Linked DNA regions of Zea mays: region 2 is linked to region 1. Evidence: chromatin contacts called from public Hi-C data. All regions are on one chromosome and are shown on one strand. The core of a region is the stretch at or near the end of the contact, and the rest is flanking DNA. Distances in the headings are between cores, read along the strand shown.

Region 1 (6,506 bases), core at 1,104-3,603:
GCTCTACTTCTTCACTGACCTACACAGCAAACGCTGGTTGGCTAATGACAAGAAAAGCAATCAGATGGTTATATAAAAAGTTGTCCAAGGTCATCAACTCACAATTCTGCGCAGAATTGGTTCCAGTGATGAGCAAAGCTTTTGTAAACAGTCTACCTTGAGTGCTTCTACAATGACACTGCAATCATCAGGAAAATATATTAAGGCATGGTAAGGACTAGGACGATCTTCGATTCTCACAAAACAGCACAACTGAAACAATGGTGGTCTTGATTTACAGATATTTGTTGAGGCATATTTCACTGTTTTCACATAGTTCAGTAGAAATGGATATTCAATGGCTCATAGAAACTACAAAGCTACAAATGTCTTTTTTAAGAACATCATTCAGCAATTATAACTTGATATAATAAAATGATACCATTTCTAGAATTTGGCTAATAGAAACTGCATAGGATAGTAATATCAAAAGGTTTTTATGCGTGTTCGACATATGTTTATTTGAACCCTTAGTTTTACTATATATATGTGTTTGACATGGAAATTGATCTCATGAGCAACCACTTCCTGATTGTGACACACATCATGCATATATAGTTTGATTTAATTTTTTATGTTAACAAAAGAATAAAGGTTAATTTAGAAGCATATATAGGAATACTTTGGGATTTTTTGTAATGGCATAGGTAGTTAACTAAGATGCAGGCTTAGGGCTTGGTTTAAGTTAGTCTTAATACAATGGTAGAGGTAGGTAATTTAGATGTAAATTTAGGAGGTTATTTTTTATAATGGCATAGGTTGGTAATTAAATGAAGATTTAGGTGTGGCCACTTCAGATTGTTCTTCAAAACAGCAGAGGTGGTAATTCATATACACATTTAGGAGGTTACTTTAGAATATTTCTAAAAATTACGGAGGTGGCTAATTATTTTTACAAGAAAAACAGAATAGGTACAATGTTTATTATTGTCGATACTGGTTATAGTATGCCAAATTATGGATAGATGTTTCTAACTTTTTTTGTCGAAAAATCTAGAATTTGTCTCTTTTCTAGTGCATCTGATTAGGATTAAGGTGGAGGCTCCAAAAATAAGCATCCAATTAGTAATGGTAAGATGCCATTTTAAATGGGAAAAAGAACATGGTTTATGTGCTATTTAAGTGCATGTATACTTTTATATTATAAAGTAACTATACATTACAGTGCATGCAGATATAGTTCGATTGTACATTTAGGGTCTCTTTGGAACTTAGAAAATTCACAGTAATCGTACACAAATTTAACAGGAATCAGTTTGTTTTCACGGGGAAAATGCAGAATACAGGGAGGGGGGGGGGGGGAGCTGCAGTCCAAAGGGGGGCCTTACAGGTAAATAGGTAAGATCAAGGATGTTGGAAAGGGTGTGGAGACTGAGAGGTCCTCCCTGTTCTTTCAGAATCCCAAACAAAGGCACAGATTATATGTGGAAGAAACTATAGCACAGAGCTAACACCCCCTTCTTTTAAGGATGTCCACATCAGTTCGTGTAAACTAAAGGATTTGCATTGTAGATTACCCTACTTACAGAGTTAAGTTTGAAATAGGGGATGAAATATGAGATGGAATAGCACAGCTGAGCTGCTTGAGACAGCCTTACTTTTTTCACCTCTAAAAGACTAATCCCAGACTTGTTCCATGTTCTGTCACACGAACTAAAGCCCCATTAGTAATTCAGTTAACTTTCAAGTGTAACATTGACGATCACAGTATCACGAATCAGACCCTCAGTGAGGCTACATGGTAGCAGGTGCTAACTAACTCGAACCACTCTTCCCAAACAGAGTCAACAATCCAAACAGAGCCACTTGACAGGTTCAACGCAGTCACCTGGCGAGGGCGGGGACGCGCGGGCGCTTAGACGGGCGGTCGTCGTCGTCACCACCGCCGCCATGGTCGAGGGCTCGCTTCGAGTTGGACCGCTCCAGGTGTCTCCCCTGCCTCTGCATCGCTCTGTCGCTCGCCTCCCCCGGCCCGGAGCCGCCAGTCAGGTCTGCGCACACCGCCACAGACCCGGGTAAAAAAACCGAACAAAAAATAAAACCAAGGAAAATCCATCACCGGAGCGCGATCGCGCGCAAGGACGAACAGCTTACCCCGTGGACCGTGCCCGTAGCAGCCGGCGCAAGCAAGAAGTCCGCACAGCGACGCGTCCAGTCCAGCGGCGCGGAATGGAGGAGCGGAGGAGGGACACGCGCGCGCTTGCGCGGTTCTGCTGGCTTTGGAGCTGAGCGGCGCAGCGACTGGGCGACGACTTGGGCGAGCGCGAACGACGGGGACAGCAACAGCACGGGCAGAGAGAGGAGGGAGATCTGTGGGGTGGGTGTGCGTGCCCGGCTTTCGCCTTTGGCCACCGGTTTATTTACTGCTTTTGGTCCGCCTACGAGGTGCCTTGACTGTGTTGTCCCTGACGGGTATGGCCCATAAAAGCGGCGGGCATGCTGTGGTGGCTGAAATTTGTGTGACAGGTGGGGCAGGAGTATGCGGGACCCATAGGCAGTGGAAGAAGTAGAGCTGGTGGCTGGCGGCTCGGTGGGATATTCTGACTACACAACTTTTCTGCCACGGCGAATCGGCGATGTCGCACTTCCGAGCTGAGCTGCCATTACTGCTGGGAAGTGGGAGTGTGGGACCAAGTTTATGGGATCCACCGTAGTGATTGTTTGAAATCCTTCTATACCCATTAAAGGGTCTCAAGGAAATAAATAAAAAAATCAAACCCGTCTCTTCAACTTTATGTACTCCCTCCAGTGCAGTAAAGGTAGTCGTTTAGGACATGATTGTGCATACCAAGGAGTGATTAATTATCATAGAGTTTTCCCTGTTTGCCCCTATTAAATAGGGATATGGGTGCATTAACGTTACTAAAATAATCAGACTTGATTGGTTGTTGCAGCAGCTCCAAGGCATTCTAGATTGGAGGTCTCAAGTTCGATTCCTCTTAAATGCATCTTTTTTTGTGCAATTACTAGGGGCAATAACGTCCAAATCCCATACCCACGCGCGCTATGACTTCTTTTTGTGCACGCTCGGTCACGCGCAGGATGACTTCTTTTACTGCACCGGAGGGAGTACATACTGTCTGTTAATTGTACTAATGATTTAAAGGCTTATAGTTTGTAGTACACACTATCTGAGCTGTTTCTTGTAATTGAAAAAATCAATCCAAAGACTCAGCCTCTCAGACAGTGCTAGATTTTAATCTATTTTATATTAGATTTTTAGAAATTATATATAAGCTCAAGTGTTCTACAACTTTTAAGCTTTGAAACTTAGAGGACAAAATTTAAACAATCTTAACTATAACAACGACGACTTTCGTTGACTAGTGTGCCGACCAGTGGCGGACGCAGGACAAAAGTCTATGAAGTACCAACCCGCAATGGAGAAGTCACCAAAAAATACCAAAATAAAGGTAGTTTTTTGATAATAGCATAAAAGTTAAGCTGTAATATCATGACTATAACAAAACAACGTAGATATCAAAAAGCCTTTTAGCGACACAAAATCACCAATAGAAAATCCAATCTACAATTAGAAGAAATATATTAGGTAAGTGAGAGCACCTAGAGGGGGGGTGAATAGGTGATCCTGTAAAACTTAAAACTTAAGCCACAAAACTTGGTTAAGTGTTAGCACAATAATCACCAAGTGGCTAGAGAGAAGAACTTGCACAATACGAAAACCACAAAGAGATCAACACAGAGATGACACAGTGGTTTATCCCGTGGTTCGGCCAAGTACAAAACTTGCCTACTCCACGTTGTGGCGTCCCAACGGACGAGAGTTGCACTCAACTCCTCTCAAGTGATCCAATGATCAACTTGAATACCACGGTGTTTTGCTTTTCTTTTCTTATCCCGTTCGTGAGGAATCTCCACAACTTGGAGCCTCTCGCCCTTACACTTTTGATGTTCACAAAGAAGCACGGAGCAAGGGAGGGATTAGCAACTCACACAAGACACAAAGATCACAGCAAATACGCACACACAGAACCCAGACTTAAGCTCAAATGGCTAGCACACTAGAACAGAGCTCAAATCACTAGAATGTCGAACAAGTGCGCAAGAATGATGTGTGAGTGATCAATAGTGCTCAAAGGATGCTTGGTGTACTCCTCCATGCGCCTAGGGGTCCCTTTTATAGCCCCAAGGCAGCTAGGAGCCGTTGAGAGCAATCTGGGAAGGCAATTCTTGCCTTCTGCCGTCTGGCGCACCGGACACTGTCCGGTGCCCGATTTCTTTCCTTAAACGGCGCAGCCGACCGTTGGCAGCCAGAGAGCCGTTGGCGCACCGGACATGTCCGGTGCACACCGGACATGTCCGGTGCACCCTTCTAGCCGTTGGCTCGGCCACGTGTCCCGCGCAGATCGAGCGGTCGACCGTTGGCCCGGCCGACCGTTGGCTCACCGGACAGTCCGGTGCACACCGGACAGTCCGGTGAATTATAGTCGTACGTCGCCGGTGAATTCCCGAGAGCGGCCACTTTGCCCGAACCAGCCTGGCGCACCGGACACTGTCCGGTGCACCACCGGACAGTCCGGTGCTCCCAGACTGAGCAGATTCTTGGCTGCTCGAGCCAAGACATTTTCAATTGGATTTTCCCTGTTTCCAGCACTTAGACACAATACATTAGTCCATAAAACAATGTACTAAGTCTGAGAAACATACCTTTATCCTTGGTTTGTACTTTGTCCACCATTTTACATTTAAGCACTTGTGTTAGACACTAAATCACCAAAATACTTAGAAATGGCCCAAGGACACATTTCCCTTTCAATCTCCCCCTTTTTGGTGATTTATGCCAACACAATATAAAGCAAGTAGAACAAATACAAAACCAATTCAAATAAGAACTCAAATTGTTTTGATTCAATTTTGACATATACGGATCACCCTTTGCCACCACTTGGTTTGTTTTTGCAAATCAAACTCAAATTTCTATCTCTAAGTCAAACACACATGTTAAGACATAAAGAGAGTGATTCCAAGAGAAATTGATTCAAGATTTCAAAAAACTTCCCTTTTTCTCATAATCAACACTTCTCCCCACAAGAAGCCAACTTTTGACAAGAGAGACAATAAAAGAGTTTTGACAAACCAAAAAGCTCTATTCTACCAATAAAAGAGTTTTGACCAACCAAAAGCTCTATTCTACTATTTTCAAAATCTCTCAAGTGGTAGCTGATCCATTTATCGCTTTGGCCTTTATTTTCTCCCCCTTTGGCATCAAGCACCAAAACGGGATAAATCTTGGCCCCAGAACCCCATTGCCTCATCAAAATCTTCAATAAGAATACAAAGGCAATAAGAGTACATGAGATGAACTTGGAATAAGTTACCCTCTCATCGGAGTGCAGTGGAAGTCTTTCATGGTCCAAGTCCACCTTTTCCCTTTCAAACCTCCTTTGAGACTAAAACAAGCAAACTCAAGCACATGGTTAGTCTCAAAGGGTCAAGTTGTAACACATCTCCCCCTAAACATGTGCATCACTTTGCAACGGACTTGTGAGGTCCAGGGAGTGTTTGTACAACTTGAGCACCATTATTAAGCAACAAAATGCAGAAGGAACATGATCAAAAGCATAAACACATGTATGCTATAAATCAATCCAAGTTTCGCGAATCTAAGACATTTAGCTCACTACGCAACCTGCAAAAGGTCTTCTCATCTAGAGGCTTGGTAAAGATATCGGCTAGCTGGTTCTCGGTGCTAACATGAAACACTTCGATATCTCCCTTTTGCTGGTGGTCTCTCAAAAAGTGATGCCGGATGTCTATGTGCTTTGTGCGGCTGTGTTCAACAGGATTTTCCGCCATGCGAATAGCACTCTCATTATCACATAGGAGTGGGACTTTGCTCAGATTGTAGCCAAAGTCCCTGAGGGTTTGCCTCATCCAAAGTAGTTGCGCGCAACACTGTCCTGCGGCAACATACTCGGCCTCAGCGGTGGATAGGGCAACGGAAGTTTGTTTCTTAGAGTTCCATGACACCAGAGACCTTCCTAAGAATTGGCACGTCCCCGATGTACTCTTTCTATTTGTCGGTGTTTTGGGTCCGACCGCACACCCGGGGTTGCCCTTAAGGTGTTTTTAGGAGTAGGACGGTGTCAACGACTGTAGCTAAATGGTTCGTGCCGATCGCACGAGGGACAGTGGACAAGATTTGCAGGTTCGGGCCGCTTAAAGATGCGTAACACCCTACGTCCTGGTGAGTATACGAGTGTGGTTACAAGAGGGCTCTCTGGATTGAAGGCACAGAGAGTTTACGTGGGTGGCTAAGTAAAAATAGGGTCGATCGTTCTGAAGGGGTGCCCCCTAGGCCTTATATACTCGACCGTGGGGCAGTACACGTGGATATGATAACAACAAGTAGCTGAAAGGTAGCGAACCTCTTGAGTTTATCCCTACGTAACCCTCGCCGACTTATCCTCGCATGGCTCCATTACATGGGGGCTTCAGCGCGGGTA
Region 2 (7,137 bases), core at 2,555-5,054, 200 kb after region 1:
ATACAAAAAAATAAAGCGGCAGAAAAGATGAAGATGCACCAGAGGTAGGATATTCTTCATTAGATGTGCTTGGATTCAGGCACAGTGCTATTGACTATGCGAGCTTCGGACTCCTCCCGAAAATCGCGCTATTGTTGAGCGTGTTGGTGCCCTTCTGGCTGTTGGCTTCGCACCAGAGTAGGTGCTAGCGGTGGTGGTGGTGGAAACTGGGCCCAGGAAGCTTGAGAGTGGCTTGCCTAAGCGACAGAGGCCATAGGCTGTTCATTACCTACGTACTCTGGGACATAGGGAGAATAGCATGAAGTAGTATGTAGGACTTGCTTCGGCTGATTCTGCCGTGCTTCAGCTTCGGCAATCTCTTTCTGCTTCTGAATCATGACCTTACACGTTCTTGTGGTGTGGCCTTTGTCTTCACCACAGAACAAACAAAAAAGTCTCCTGGGCTGATCTCTGTATCTTCCTCCGAAGCTTCTGCCCCCTCTGCCTCTTAGAGATGGTGGCCTGAAGGAGCTTTGTTGTGGCCCTGATGATTGGGAGCTGTGTTGTCGCCTTTGGGGTTGATTTCCTCTATCATCACTTGGGTTAGCATTATGGATTGACTTGACGTGCCTGGGGTGAATTCTTCCTCCGAAGCCCCTGGCCATCTCAGAAAACCTGTATGCTTCCTCCCTTGTTTGGCGGAAATCATTATCGGCCCGGATGTACTCATCCATCTTCTGAAGGAGCTTCTCCAGGGTTTGTGGAAGCTTCCTGGCAAAATATTAAGCTGTAGGTCATGGCCGAAGCCTCTCGATCATGGCCTCAATGACAATTTCATTGGGCACTGTAGGTGCTTGTGCTCTTAGACGCAGGAACCTTCGGACATACGCCTGAAGGTACTCCTCATGGTCTTGCGTGCACTGAAACAAAGCCTGAGCAATAACTGGCTTCGTCTGAAAGCCTTGGAAGCTAGTGACTAGCATATCTTTGAGCTTCTGCCATGATGTGATTGTCTCTGGCCTGAGAGAAGAGTACCAAGTTTGTGCTACGCTTCTGACTGCCATGACGAAGGATTTCGCCATGACTGCAGTATTGCCCCCATATGAAGATATGGTTGCTTCGTAGCTCATCAGGAACTGCTTCGGGTCTGAGTGCCCATCATACATAGGAAGCTAAGGTGGTTTGTATGATGGGGGCCATATGGTAGCCTACAATTCTACTGCCAAAGGAGAAGCATCATCGAAAGCAAAATTGCCATGATGAAAATCACCATACCATTCATCATCGTTTGTATGAATTCTCTTGACGAAGCTCTCTGTACTCGGTCCTTCGGTCTTGGTCATCCTGGGTGAGGTGACGCATTTCCTCGGCGGCCTCATCAATCTTCCTCTGGAGATCAGTGAGTTGAAGCATTTTCTCTCTCTTCTTTTGAACTTGTTGATTTCTTGGTCCAGTTCTTCCTCCTGAGGTGTTGGGCTGGTAGCCTTCCTCTTCTAGTTCCTGGCTTCGCGTAGCGTCTCCTGATTAACGTCCAATGGCTGCAATGTAGCCCCTGACCCTGTTGTCTTCTTCGATGGCATAACGAAGGTTGATGCTTGCCGAAGGTGGTCGAATGGGTTCACCAGAGGTGGGCGCCAATGTTGTCCCTTGTTCTCGGATGCTATATACCAAGAACAAAGCAACACAATTGTTAACGATTAGAGACCTTCATCCTTCGAACATTATCTCCCTTGGGATATAATGATCTTCAGACGAAGGTCATGAAGGACATACCTTCATCATTTCAGTAAGCAAGAATGTAAGCAGAGACATATGAAACACAAAGGGAATATGAATAATCATTTCAAATCATTAGACTATTCATATTTTTATTTTATAAGCATGAATAAGCATCAATAACATTTATATTACATTTGTACCTTTGGCTTGACAGAAGGTGAAACAGTGGGAGTGACATGAGAGTGATTACAAGTCAGCGTGAACAGTACGATGTTACTGTTCATCTATTTATAGGCACAGGACGCAGCCTAGGTAAAATTACATTCATCATGTCCCTGACATTTACTGTTAGCCAAAAGGAAATCTGTCAAGGACTAAGCAGTCTTTCCCCCTTTAGGTCGGTTTCATCCTCCACCACCGTCCTTGTGCTAAGTCGAAGCTTCTCCAGCCACAGCTTCGGAGCTGGTTCATCCTTCCTCCAGACCGCGCCTTTCATACCATGCACACCTACATCTCAAAGTTGAAGCTTCCTGAGATAGTATGTTATACTAGAAAACATGTTAGTTAAGTTTTTGAGGACATTCGGAAGAGGAAGGCCCCCAACATATAGGAACTGAACCCGAACCCGAAAACCCAATTCGGTCTATTCGAGTTCAGTTCGGGTTCGGTTTTGGTTTTAAAATGCCCACCCCTAGAATCTTTCCTTAATAAACCCAACTAGGTACAAGGCAATTTGAGCCCATATGGAAACAACTCAGATTATGTCCCCTTGATTGATTGGATGATTACCAATGATTCCAGTTGAATTTGGAAGTGAGCCGGGATGCGTTGGAAATGTCTTAGTTGTTACCTTTCCATACATATAAAGAACGTCCAAATCTGAGTCCGTATACATCCTGGACGTTCATTTTAGTGCAAACTGGTCGTAGATCCCAAAATTGGCGTGAAATTATCTCCATTTGGGATTCTTTCCTTTTGTGCTTGTGCCTTTCCTTCTATAGCACAATCTCCGCGTCGTTGAGACATTCATTGCTAGTTCTTAGGCCCCTCATATGCTTGTCCTTCATTCTATATAATAAGGAACTCATTAGGTAGCAATCGGTCTCGTGTTTGGCAAAAACTAGAGCTTAAGAACGTCTTAACTTGCAATTGAAGTTGACGCGCGCGTGCTCTTGTGCACCCATGAGATATGTCTGGTGCGTCCATGTTAGCTAGCCATTAGATTCTAGCTATTGCCAACTGTAAGAGATTGGGTATCTGGGGTATCACTAGACACATCCGGTGTCTTGTGGTGTTCTCCATCTCACACTAAAACCTATCTAAGTACCCTATTCCATGTGGTATTCGGTGCATCACCAAACACGTACGGTGCCTGGTATCCTGTGCACATCTACCTATCTGATGCATCTGGTAGCTAGTTGCGTCCTTCTTCGCATAGTATCGATGATATCTAGTGCTTTATCTTATGCACCATTGGACACATTCGGTGTTGTCGAGCAGCATGCGTTTTCTTCATTTCTTCACATGTGTTTGTCCAGGCTTCTACCATCTTGTGACTTATAAACACACTAAGAGTGCGTTCGTTTGTTCAGGATTGAAGCCAGGAATGGTTCCAGGTGATTAAAGCTTATACAAATTAGATAAGCATTCCTGGCTGGATTGGTTCTAGGTCATGATTGCGGAACAAACGAACACGCCCTAAAACAGTACAAAACCTTTGATTTCACCGTTGTCTTATGGGGTTTGTAGAACTCACAAAATAAAATAGGGATGTAGCTAGAACAAGTTTCCCAAAACATCAGAGGCCGGGGGTTTTCTATAAAACATTTTTCTTACTTGCAGAATATTTGATGTACAATAAACTAGTCAATACAGCATGTAAAAAAAATAGAGGGAGTACATGCAACAACTGCTCCGGCGACCTCCGATCCCGTCCAGATTAAACTCACGGAGTGAACTCATCTGGGTATAGAGGAGACCGAGCCATAAGATGATAAGAGGCCCGGGCGGGCGGAATCCGGAGAGGACCGTTCAGAGGCCTGTCGGTACGCGCCCGATCGATGGGCATGCGCAGTGCAGGTGCAGGTGCAGGCGCAGGTGCAGATGCAGTAGCGAGGTGAGGAGGGCGCGTACGGCCATGAGGAAGTTAAGGTTATCATCAGGCAGCCATGCCAGTGAAGAGGACGACGGGTGGTGGTCCAGTGCGAGTTGCTCGAACGAATCAGAGTCGAGGCACTGTTCCGTGAACAGGACACTTCACCAGCCGCCTGCTGGGGAATCCATCGACGGGCTAATTATGGAGATGAACATGGGCTGGTCTCGTCGTCTACGGCCGGTCTACCGGCCTCATCTCTTCCACACTCATGCATGCATGCGTGCTACGGCGTAGGCGCGTCGGCGAGCTCGCCCGAGGAGCGGTAGCTAGAGCCAGGATGTGGACGCGCGCGCGCTCTGAACAGGCAGAGATCAGAGACGACGGTGATCAGGATTCAGGCGTGAGAGCTTTTCTACAGCCTATGGGCTAGTATAGGCGGCCATACTCTACTGTACTGCTGCTGCTACAGATGCTCAGTAGCTAGCGGTCATACATGCTCTAGCGTGTCCGCGCCGCCGTACATGTTCGGTTCGGACATGTATAGCTACTACTACGTACGTACAGAGTATATACTACGTATGGTACGTCTCTCTCGCAACCTTCCTGTAGTATATAGTATGTGGCTCCGATCCATCGGAGATTCAGAATCCTGATAGGTGCACAAATCTGTCTGCTCCCAAGGACTCATGTACAGTGCTACGTGCTGTGGCAGTTGTGAGTCCTAAGCTCATACAGTGCAACCGCAATACGGCGGGCGGGACAGCGCTAGCTACATACACGATCGGGATATTCATGCAAATATGCAATGCATGGTTCTCTCTTCTCTTAGTAACAATATATATAGATGTTAATAATGGGATCCGATACCCATTTACCCATCTAGAATTCCTCTGTTAGGCTAGTTTGAGAACTCTATTTTTTCCAAGAGATTTCTATTTTCTTAAGGGAAAATGAAATAATTTCTTTTGGAAAAATAAAAATCCTTCAGAAAAATGAGGTTCCCAAAATAGCCCTTAGAGTTATGGTATGGTAAAAGATTAATCTCCATGGGTATAAATTTGGAAAAAAAAAACTCTTTCCGTATTAGGTATATAGTGGGTATGGATATGGGAAAACAAAATCCGAACTCGATTACCCATGGGTAACATTCACTTAGTAAAATTATGTGTGCAACCCAATAGACAATAAGTCTAACGGCTAACCTTACCTTTTTCAACTCTTTTAGTCACCCATCCACCCAACCTAGGTGGCAAGCCGCTAGCCGCTAGCCGCTCCACTCACTAGTTCATGTGCCACTTTGTTTTTGCTGTTTTGTATGGCTAAAGAATGCTTTTGTTTGTTACATGTCAGATTTATTTATGATGTATTGTTCATTGTTATTGGATGTCCTGTATCTGTTAATGTCATATAAAATATAATGTAATTATGTTTTTTTTTTGTCGAGGATAAGGACCCATTGAAGATTCGATATCTAAATAGAGATACATATGGGATGAATTTTATATCTATGATAGCTATAGGGACAGGATGGGAATGGGTATAGCTTCCTAGGATAGGGATGGAGTTTCCAAATCCGATGGGAAATTCTCCATTAACAGTTTGACACCTCTAGTAACAACATATGTAGTTACTTGAATCGACAGGTATCTATTCTAGCACACATGTTCCTACGTCTGTACAGTAGGGCGACGTACGCGCATGCGTCCATGCATGTATCCTCGGTGGGGGTTCCGTTCCACATGGTGTCGTAGTGTGGCATGCGCAGCATCGGTGCCACTGCAGTACGGCGTGCCGGCCGGGGGCACCACCACGCGGGCACAGCTGCACGCGCTGGTTCGTCAAGTCCCGTCACCGCTCACAGTAGCCGGGGCTGTGCTGCTACAATGCCTGCTACCTCCATGCACGCACGCTGCGTGCTCAGCAGCTCGCTCGTCTCGCCGTCGCGCGCGCGAGATAGCCGCCCCCGGCCAGGCCCTAGCATCGCAGCTGGCTCCACAGACCACGCAGGCACGCTGCGTGCCCGGCCCGCGCGCGCAGCTGCTGCACGCGCCTGCTGGAGAGGAGGTGAGCTCGCGTCGAGTACTCGAGTGAGAGAATTGAACCAACACGTAAACGACGGCAGCCACTAGTAGAGAAGAGCTCAAAGCCTACGGCACCTATAAATTATCACTGACGGTTTTAGTTACCGCGCGCCAGTAAAAAAAATCTGGTGGGCCTGGCTTGGGAACCGCCAGTGGAAACCTATTTCCACTGGCGGTTATCTTAACACAACCGCCAGTAGAAATAGGATATTTACACTGACGGTTGGTGTAACACAACCGCCAGTGAAAATCTAGTTTCCACTGACGGTTCTGTTACATTTGTGTTAAGATAACCGCCAGTGAAAATAGGTTTCCACTGTCGGTTTTTCAAGCCAGCCGCTAGTGAACTATGCTCTTCCTCCCCCCGACAGGAGCTGTACGCTCGCAACCAACTTCCATTGGAGGCGATTTTGGAGGTCCAGATTTCACAAAATACAAGGGGGAGGTTTTGGTCTTCATTTTTTGGAAGAAGGTAGATAAGAAAGGTTGGTTTATGTTTCTTTGTCAATTTTTGTCCATTCTTGCTCAATTTTAGCCACATTTTGGATCTAGGGTTTTACATGTGAGAGAGAAGAGTATAGCTAGGTTATTTTCTCTATTTCCTTAAATGAGGTTGCTTAAGATGGTTAGATTTTGTCTATTCCCTCTCCTTTTTCATGTTTAGTTCTCAAATCAGTTTATCCATGACACATATTTAGTTGCTTAATGGATGGTGAATGTGTTGTATGGAGAGGGAGGATGATAGGTTTGATAATTAAGATTGTTTTTATTAATTGTTATGAAAGGTTGGTTTAATTATGTTTCAATTGCCAATTATTGTTCATTTTTGCTCAATTTTAACTACATTTTGAAACTAGGCTTTCACCATGTGTTAGAGATAGGTTTGGGTATTAAGATTTTTTGTTTATTAGTTGCTAGGAAAGTTTGGCTTATGTTTCTTTTGCCAAATTTTGTTCATTTTTCCTCCATTTTAGCTACATTTTGGATCTAGGGTTTCACCATGTGTTAGAGATAAAGTAGTTAGGTTGCCTAATCCAACCGCCTATGACCTTTGTTGTATAAATACCCCTTCATCCTTCCCGACAAAAACTGTGTAGCTCGCGCGCAGCCCAACTTTCATTGGAAGGCCAGATTTCACAAAATACAAGGGGGAGGTTTTGATCTTTATTTTTTTGGAAGAAGGTCGCTAAGAAAGGTTGTTCATGTTTCTTTTGCCAATTTTCTTTATCCGTGATATATTTAGTTGTTAGGAAATATTGGTAT

What was found. Hi-C and Micro-C count contacts between places; a contact is called where the count stands out from the background.
Region 2: a Hi-C map of ear shows a contact between it and region 1, with 2.0 times the contacts expected there. The contact joins the enhancer-like site here to the promoter of LOC100191543 in region 1. A contact is called at or near these places in 2 of 25 Hi-C or Micro-C datasets (ear and tassel).

Annotation. Positions count from the first base shown.
Region 1 is chr2:48,400,356-48,406,861 of Zm-B73-REFERENCE-NAM-5.0, forward strand. LOC100191543 reads right to left here and starts at 2,354. Exons shown (of 9, transcript NM_001365499.1): 1 at 2,134-2,354; 2 at 1,868-2,030; 3 at 103-178; 4 at 1-19. The coding sequence starts at 1,986.
Region 2 is chr2:48,599,302-48,606,438 of Zm-B73-REFERENCE-NAM-5.0, forward strand. No RefSeq gene overlaps it. Among protein-coding and RNA genes, the nearest start is that of LOC100273652, 20 kb to the right of the region's middle. Within about 2 kb of position 3,805, at least 10 of the 20 cell types and tissues checked have an H3K27ac peak or open chromatin away from gene starts, as enhancers often do. A contact at or near this core is called in ear, where this site is marked.